Linked DNA regions of Sus scrofa: region 1 is linked to region 2. A link is a contact called in public HiChIP or PLAC-seq data. All regions are on one chromosome and are shown on one strand. Each heading gives the region's core, a stretch centred on a gene start, on an enhancer-like site or on the middle of the called end of the contact. The rest is flanking DNA. Distances are from core to core; before and after follow the strand shown.

What was found. HiChIP or PLAC-seq counts read pairs in DNA pulled down with a chosen protein or histone mark.
Region 1: a contact with region 2 is called in an H3K27ac HiChIP or PLAC-seq map of skeletal muscle. The contact joins two enhancer-like sites. A contact is called at or near these places in 2 of 2 datasets of contacts at active chromatin or transcription factors (alveolar macrophages and skeletal muscle).

Annotation. Positions count from the first base shown.
Region 1 is chr10:56,767,512-56,772,071 of Sscrofa11.1, forward strand. It overlaps LOC110255705 (a long non-coding RNA gene), which reads left to right. Exons shown (of 2, transcript XR_002336405.1): 2 at 1,239-3,906. Among named protein-coding and RNA genes, the nearest start is that of NRP1, 340 kb to the left of the region's middle. Within about 2 kb of position 2,685, at least 8 of the 83 cell types and tissues checked have an H3K27ac peak or open chromatin away from gene starts, as enhancers often do. A contact at or near this core is called in skeletal muscle, where this site is marked.
Region 2 is chr10:56,537,463-56,541,956 of Sscrofa11.1, forward strand. No RefSeq gene overlaps it. Among named protein-coding and RNA genes, the nearest start is that of NRP1, 110 kb to the left of the region's middle. Within about 2 kb of position 3,184, at least 7 of the 83 cell types and tissues checked have an H3K27ac peak or open chromatin away from gene starts, as enhancers often do. A contact at or near this core is called in skeletal muscle, where this site is marked.

The sequences.
Region 1 (4,560 bases), core at 1,435-3,934, 230 kb after region 2:
CAGAAGGCGATGGAAGGAAGGCCCAGTGAAACTCTGGCCCCTTAATATTTGAAAGCAGCACTTTGTAGACAGCTTGGAGACTAAAAGGTTTTGCAGCATCCTCACCGAAAAAGAGTGGGAATAAAAAGCAGAGGACCTCACCATTTGTCTGTACATTATTTTCTATTTAAAAATAATAAGATGCTGTAGAAAAGTTGAAACACGAAAATTACATCTTTGGTCATCTCAGCTCAACTTCCAGCAGAGTAACAATTGTCACAAAATTACCATACTGGGGTTGGACATAATTTGCTACAAGTTGACGGCCTGAAAGCTCACATCTATCCTGGTACTGTGAGTCCTGTGCTTTTGCCCTTCCAGAAAAAGCAGGGATGTTTAATGGACTTTGTTGAGGATTAACTTTGTCAATCAGCCATAACTGGTAAAGTTCTGTCAACTGATATATGGAAATATCTGTGTTGATCTGGAGTAAATCAAAGCCTCATTTCTGCCACGAGGAAACTGATGACGTGGTTGGTGAAGCTAACGTCCAAGGCATGTCTGCAGCGCACCCAGCCACTTACCTGGGTTATGCCGACTCATCTCAACAACCACTGTGAGTTAGAATTGGCTCTGCGTCAGAGATTTAGGAAACCAGGAGAGGTTAAAGAAAGTATTCAAACACCCTCAGGGGGCCAATGGCAGAACTAGGACTTAAGACCAGTCGGTCTAAGTGAGTGGTTCTTAATCAGAGATGGAGGAGCTGGCGGGAAGCCTCGGACCTGTGGTCCGAGGGGCAGGACAGCCCAGAACTGTGGCTCCTAGGGTGTCCTTCCTTGATGTTAATGAACAAAGTGAGATTGGAAGCTTTCAGGAGTTCCCACTGTGGCTCAGCAGTGGAAAAACCTGACTAGTATCCATGGGGATGTGGGTTCGGTCCCTGGCCTTGCTCAGTGGGCTAAAGATCAGGCCTTGCCACAAGCTGCAGCATGGGTCACAGATGTGGTTCAGATCTGGCGTCGCTGTGGCTGTGGCGTAGGCCTGCAGCTGCAGCTCCGATTCCACCCCTAGCCTGGGCATTTCCATACACTGCAGGTGTGGCCCTAAAAAGAAAAAAAGGGGGAGGGAACTGCCCCCCCAAAGGCAAAAACTAATAAAGAGTTTTAAGATGTATCTCTGTAAATTAAATTTAATGTATGCAAAATCTATGGTAAGTCCCGGCTGTTTTTATGATAATCAATAAGAGATCTTCTCCCCAGAGAGAAAACGGGTACTAGAAATACAAGCTGCACCAGAAGAGGAGTTCTTACTGAGGATCTACTTTCCTAGAAAAATGATCCTTTGTCACCTTAAAGAAGTGGTGTTGCCTCTGCACATCATGACAGGCTTTCTGAGCTGAGTCAAGCTGTGATCACTTTCTACCCCTCGTTCGCACAGAATCGTGGCTGGGGCAGGAGCTGGGACAGGTGAAAGGAAGCTGTTTGAAGAGAGAGGCCTCAACTCATTTAAAATAATAAAATGACTGCCTTCCTTCGGAATCGGGCAGGACTCTGGCCTAAAGAGGTTTGGGGATAATGATCTTGCCTGAATACGTGCAGAGTTGATGCTCCAAAATGGCCACGGCATCCAGTCCGTGTCACGGCTAAACTGCACCCAACCTTGACAACCCCCGTCACGGGCAGACGGGCCTTTCCATAAACCGTTAGCTCTGCCCCAGGCCCTGTGGCCTAAAAAGCATCGTTTGTTCTTTAAAGTACTGACACTCGGCCATCTTTTCTCTCTCCAATTCCACAGTCACAGGTCGGTCTGGGGACAGGCTGTCCATTGTTCTCTCCTTGTTTCACTGGTGGGCTCTATCCTATGGCAAGGTTTTTTTAATTGACTCTCAGATGATTGTAAGGGTAGCTCATGAATCAGAACCCGGGGCTCTCCATGTGACCGCCGGCTCTCACAGATCTGTATAAACTTCTAAATAGTTTTGGAGAAAGGCAAGCGCCTGTGTGTGTGTGTGTGTGTGTGTGTGTGTGTGTGTGTGTGTACTAATTCGAGCATCCCCCCAGAGACCTTGTCTTCCCCAGACCCGCAGCAGCCTCAGGCTGTGTTTCCCATTAAGGATTTATTTTCTTCTATGAAGGGATCTTTCTGCCCCCAAAGAGGCTCAGTTCCCACTTAGTGCCTGTTAGAAGGTCCCGGAGATTAGATTGAGCAGAGGGTCTCAGGATACAAGTTTCAATGCACATTATTCATAGAGAAAATAAGATCAGGGCTGAGAAAATCCAGTTTTGTGATGGGTGAGACAGGGGCCAGCTGTCATTCTTGCTGGATCCTGGGCGATTCATTAAACCTGTGTCTTCACCCCTCCCAAGGATAAAGGCACGTGTTCCTGCCCACTTCCGACCCGTTAGAGCCTTGCGTGGGCAATGAGATAATGCTTTGGGAGTTCGTCTGCATACCTGCCTTAAGGATGTGATAATTATTGGTGTTACCATGGTTCAGCACCTAGCAATGGCCCTCTGTGAGATGGGCATTCTCCCGGCTGACAGGTAAATAAGAACAGATCTGGCTTGTTCCAGACGCGCAGTCACAGCCTGTTGATAAATAGGGATCCAGAAGTCACATGCAGGCTGGCCTCAGGTAAACCGCGGCTCACACTCTATTTTTAGTTAATAGGGCTCTGCTGAAGTATGTCTCCAAGTCCCAGCCTTCTCACCCGTGGTTCATCGGGGTCACAGGCAATAGCTGTGCAGAATAAAGAGGCCGTCTGAGACCGTCTCAAGCATGAGAGCAAGAGCGAGCCCCATGTGGCAGGGCAGGGGGAGGTAGAGGGGCAATGGCCCTACCAATCCCAAAGTCACTGTCATCCAACGGTCCCCCCTCCTCTACCAGCCTTCTCACCAGGAGGCCTCACGGGCTGCTCAGAGCTCACCCCACTTTCCGATGAGCACCCTGCGCCTCCACCCCCGTGCACACTGGGTTCGAGACAGTTATGGCAACCTCACTTTCCACCGCCAAGTGTCTCCATTTGGTTGTTTCATCCTTCCTGCCAGAGCCCAGCCCCTGCCTGTTGACTCTGATACATCTTTCACAGAATCTCATTTTCATCCCTGTCACTGGAGTCCAAATGCCAACATACTGATTATTCTCGCTGTGACAAATACAGTCTCTCTTCAGCAGTCTCTTCAGATCTCGGTCTCCTGGGAAAACAGCTCCCTCCCCTCCGAGCCTTTTCCTAATATTGCCCACTCAGCTCAGCCCCAGCCCCTCTGAACCCTTTGCAAGTTCACCCCACCTACCCTTCCTATCTGTTCTGCGATGGCATCTTTTCCCAGCGTCTGCTTCACCTGTCTCCGCCTGTCTGTGTGACTCCAGGCTGCCCCTTGGTCAGCAGGACAGAGCCTTCTGCCTCCGTGGGCTGCTGCCAAGCTTAATTTTAGCACTCTGCAAATGACAGTAAGTCCTGCAAAGCAGATCAAAGCATTGGCCCCTGCATGCTGGCCAGCATGGCGAATGATTCTCTGGGACAGAGCAAACAACCTCGAAAATTTCTTATGAGTCAGCTGTGAGGCGCTCAGGCAAGCAAGATCACAGGACAAGTTCACACGTTCACATGGAATGACCAGGAGGCTCATTTGCCACAGAGGTCAAGCTCGTAGGCTGGCAGCCCCATCAGCCCGGCAGAAGGACAGGCTTCCGCAGAGATGTCTCTTCGGAGAATGTCACACTTAGGCCATCTCCAGACAGCCTCGCTTGGGCGAAGGTGGCCTTTGTCACGGGAATAAATCTGAGGTCCTTTTGATGAAGAAGCCCAGAATGCCATCTTCCACCACAGGAATGTCTTTCTCAAGCTTTTGGATAGAAAATAGTCAGCGGAAGGCTATCGGTTTTGGATGAATGATCCAAACTATCAATAAAAAATTATCAAATAGATGATCAGCCTTATACCTCTTTCTGTGTTATACAGGTCTGCTCAACTCTTCAGCAAGGACATGATTCCTGATCTATAGAATCTAGTTATTGGCCTATGTCTCTATTACAAAAGCGTTGAGAAGACCTCACCTCGCCTCTTCCCGAGAGTATTTGGGAGAGTAATGTGTGCATGCAGTTCCCTCTGAATATCTCTGGTATCCCAGGAATTTAAACGTTAGGGATGTTGACAGGGGCTGACATTTCCCATACGATGGTCTGGAAGGAGCTTGGTCCTGTGAAACAGACAGGCTGATCTTGAAATAAAGTTCACGGAGTCTGCTGAAGGGAAAAATCTCAGAAGCCAAGTATTATCAGGTCACGGGAATAACTGCAAGGCCCACCATGAGCAGTCAAAAAATCGGAGGGCTTGCTCTAAAGGTAAAACACATTTCCCTTCACAAAATGAGTAAAATTCACAGAATAAAATCAGAGAAGTCGGTTTTCTTTTCTTTCACATTCTCTCCCTTCATCGTGTAAAAATGTAGCTCTTCTCCCTCTCGTCCTTCCTGCTACGCATTTTATTAATTATCTTCCTATAGATTAATTATTAAAAACATTCTAATCACGAAGTTAATTAAAATTTAATTCTCACATCATATGAATGATGAGATAACA
Region 2 (4,494 bases), core at 1,934-4,433:
TTTCCAATGGGGGCCACAGTCTTCAGGGCATTAGCCTGCCGTGACCCTCCTTTGCCTGGCAAAGCAGGACAGCTAATCTTTTCTCCTTTTCTCCAAACTGTCTCTGCATTTCCATTCGGCACCAGCGGACACAGGCCGAAATCCGACAACTGTCTAAAGACCAAGGTTCCTGAAAAGATAGGAGGTGTCAGGGTAAAGAAGAGAGGTGAAGGATTCGTCTTGAAAAGGAAACTCATCTTTTTGCACAAGGAAAGGACAAAAGAGCAGGGGAAGAAGCACGTTGATAAAATTCCCATCTCATGGTAGCTGGTTACTCTAGCAAGTAGGCATTAAAAAGCTGTCACTTCTGTGTGTGTGTGTACATGTCTTCTTGAAAAGACAGAGCGTGATACTCTGTCTGGAAACTCTCTGAGAAGCCACCGTCTTGAAAATGTTGCCCGCCAAGGGTGTTTGGAACCTGTTGGCTCTTTTCCACCCCCCCGCGCCTCCACCCCCGTCCCATTGGAATACCCTGCTCTGAGTTCTGCATATGAGCAGGTGCGCAGAAGCGCTGCACCTCTCCAGCTAAGAGATGGCTTCCTTGCACCATGTTCCCTCCTCAAAGCAGCACCCCTTCCCTGTTCCCTCGTGTTAGGGTGCAAGGGGCTGACCGGGCTGTTCTTATCCACGTTGAGACAGCTGCATGCCACTCTTGTTAAGGTCTTCTTTACAAGAAAATTTTAATATGAATTGTAATACATCTTTTTCTCTTTTCCTTTTTTTTGGACAAATACGTCGCCTATAGAATAATTAGAAAATGCTGATCACTGAGACACCAACCACATTCATGTGTCTCTATTTCTGAAAAAAAAATTCATGAGAAGAACTGTTTTATAATACACTTCTTAATTTTAATTTTAATATTTATGTTCACTTTTTTTGGCCTCACCCATGGCATGTGGAACTTCCCAGGCCAGGGATCAAACCTGCACCACATGTAGGTTGCAGACGCGGCTTGGATCCTGCGTTGCTGTGGCTCTGGTGTGGGCCGGTGGCTATAGCTCCGATTTGACCCCTAGCCTGGGAACCTCCATATGCCGCGGGAGTGGCCCAAAAAAATGGTAAAAAAAAAAAAAAAAAAAAAAAGACAAAAAAACCCCCAAACCAAAACAAAACAAAAACCTGCACCACAGCAGTGACAACACCGGATCCTTAACAACGAGGCCGACAGGGAATTTCCTAACCTGCTTTTTTTATTTCAAGTAAAATATTGCGAAGGTCAATAAACATGCCTTTACAACAAAATGTTTTATAGCTGTAGTGTGTTCCATTGTTTAACCATTTTGTTGGGTATTTGCTTGCACAATTTCAGTATTATAGAGAACACTGTGATGGTTACGCTTATGTTGAATACACATATGCATATGCATTATCGATTCTACTTGCTGAGGACGAAGTTTTAGTAATGGAGTTTCCAGGTATGAGTTTGTACTTTTTGAGGCCCTTGGTACATATTCATGTTGAGGCCGCTTTAACATCATTCTCTTACTCCTCTGAAATCCCTCAGATTTTAGCATCTCTTTTCATCACCTTCTATATAGAGAAGAAATGGGAGGTGACTCAAGATGTGGGGAGCCAGCTTGGAAAAGAATGAACATGTCCAAAATCCAACCTTCTAAAACCTTCAAAATCCAACCTCTGCCTCTTTAAAAATTTGAATCATTTCTTTTCTCAAAGATATCACCCTAGAATGGTGTCAGACTCCAACACCACGAGCAGTGATGCCAGACAATCCATTTCAGTAATGGGATGCCCAGTGCTGTTTTCAGCATTTTGTATGAATTGAAGGTCATGTTTAGTGAGAGTGAGGTCTTCTCTCTTGAAGCTTTGGTGCCATCTTATTCACCTTGGAAATGCTGGAGTGCCTGTGGGGAACCTGAGAGCATCAGGGGGGCACTATTATTAAAATCTCCTAATTATTTAAAAAGCCATTTGGGATAATGGAATAGGTTTACTTTTCTTTCACTGAAGTCCCTGGGCAAGCTATAGAGAAGTAAGAAAGTCACAACTTCATTGCTTTTGGCCAAAAGCCATTGCAGTGCTTCCAGATGGAGAGATGAAGCAGGTACTGAGTGTTCTTCAGAAAGGCTAGAAGCTTATAGATGGACCAGAGTTAGAATACAAGTCTTAGTACTTGTATGTACTAACACACAGTCCTTTGGCCTTGGTTTTCTGAAGAGCATGTCAGATCCATATATACTACGATGTCCAATGAACTGTGATGTCTAAAATAACCTTAGATCTGGTTTTAGGAGGTGTGAGGGGCCAAAAAAGAGAAAAGACAGTATATGAATATCCATGTTGGGCAAGAGGTAACTTAACATCTTATGAAATAGGTCTTGATAATGTACTGCATAAATTGCATGGCTAAACTTTTTTTTTTTTTAAGTGACATTTATTTATTTATTTATTTATTTTTTTGTCTTTTTGCTATTTCTTTGGGCCGCTTCCTCAGCATATGGAGGTTCCCAGGCTAGGGGTCCAATTGGAGCTGTAGCTGCTGGCCTACGCCAGGCCACAGCAACGCGGGATCCCAGCCGCGTCTGCAACCTGCACCACAGCTCATGGCAACACCGGATCGTTAACCCACTGAGCAAGGGCAGGGACCAAACCCGCAACCTCATGGTTCCTAGTCGGATTCGTTAACCACTGCACCACGACAGGAACTCCTACATGGCTAAACTTTTTGAATTCTCCCAAATACAGGCAAAAGAAGTCTGGAGTAACAAGAAACAAGTGCCTATCATAATTCAGTGCAAGAAGTATCATTTCAGTTCAGCTCGTTACCTTGTACAAATCTGTCTAAACGAGAGTTCATGTTGTGGCTCAGCAGTAATGCACCTGACTAGTATCCATGAGGATGTGGGTTCCACCCCTGGCCCTGCTCAGTGGGTTAAGGCTCCAACATTGCCGTGAGCTGTGGTGTAGACCAGCGGCTGCAGCTCAGATTCAACCCCTAGCCTGGGAACCTCCATATGCTGAAGGTTCATCCCTAAAAGCCAAAACATAAAATAAAGTAAAATAGAGCAGGATTCAGGGGAGAGTATCCTGAAGGTCACTACAAGGTGAAGAAGCTGGCTGTGGAGAGTGTCTGCTGAATAACCCATGGAGACTGGAGGAATAGGCCTGGATTTCTTCCATGGAGCTGGCCTGGCAAATTCCCATGAAATTAGGTCACTAGGCAAACGTTCCAGGGCTGGCAGCATACTTATGATTCTCAATCTCCCTTCTAAGTTGTTAAAGAAATTTTTTTTTTTTTCCTTGGCACTTAGAAATTCTGCTAAGGCAGTATCTGAAATAATAGAATGGCTTCAGGAGACACCAGATGAATGCTAAATATGAGAAAAATGGAGAGTTTAGAGCGAGTCCTGAGAATTGAGAAAGAAGCTTCGCTACTGAGGCTAAAAGGGTGAAGTCAGAAGCTAATCAATCAACCAATTAGCAAGTATTTATTGAGAATGTACAAGATACCGGTACCATAGTAACCAGAGATGCTGAGAAGGGCAAGGCCTGCATTGGGTGCTGCCTCCAGTTCATCAGGAGATTCAGGAACAGTTCAAACAGGGCAGCCACTTAGAAAACATCCACCTGGCCCACTCAGCTGCACATTCAGAAGATGACTTAAGGACAGATGAAGTAATCTGTTGGTCAGTGGCCAGTGTATTAAGTCACAGGGCTCATAACCTTCTCACACCTCAAATCTCAAGTTCTCTTCTTAGACACACATTTTCTAGCACATTCACTTCAAAAAGTCTCTAAACAAATACCCATTCTAAGCACTTTCAGAAACCCAAGAATGTCTAAGTAAAATGTCCCCAGCCATTTCCTTCTTACTTACTGTCAAAAGTTTGTTTTTATATATATTTTTTGCCATACCTACGGCATGCAGAATTTCTGGGCCAGAGATCTAACTCATACCACAGTAGTGACCTGAGCCACAGCAGTGACAATGCTGGATCCTTAGCCCACTGAGCCACCAGGGAACTCCTAAAGGAGATTCTTTAGCTTGTCCTCACCAGTCATGGTACAATTTTCCAGGGAGGAACCGAAGCTTCCCAGAATAGCTGCAGTCCCAGCACGGTTTCTGAGAGCAGCCCCTGGCCCTTCCCTGCTCCCCCTGACCCCATGCTATGGTCATGAGTATCATCAGTTGGAAAGGTGACCTAGGGGCTTCCAACTATATGCATGAACATTGTCTCCCACAATCAAAACAGAAAAAGGGAATAAACATTCACTCCCTGGAGTTCCCGTCGTGGCTCAGTGGTTAACGAAGCCAACTAGCATCCATGAAGACACAGGTTTGATCCCTGGCCTTGCTCAGTGGGTTAAGGATCTGGAGTTGCCATGAGCTGTGGTGTAGGTCGAAGAGGTGGCTCAGATCTGGCATTGCTGTGGCTGTGGTGTAGGCTGCCTGCTACAGCTCTGATTCAACCCCTCGCCTGGGAACCTCCATAT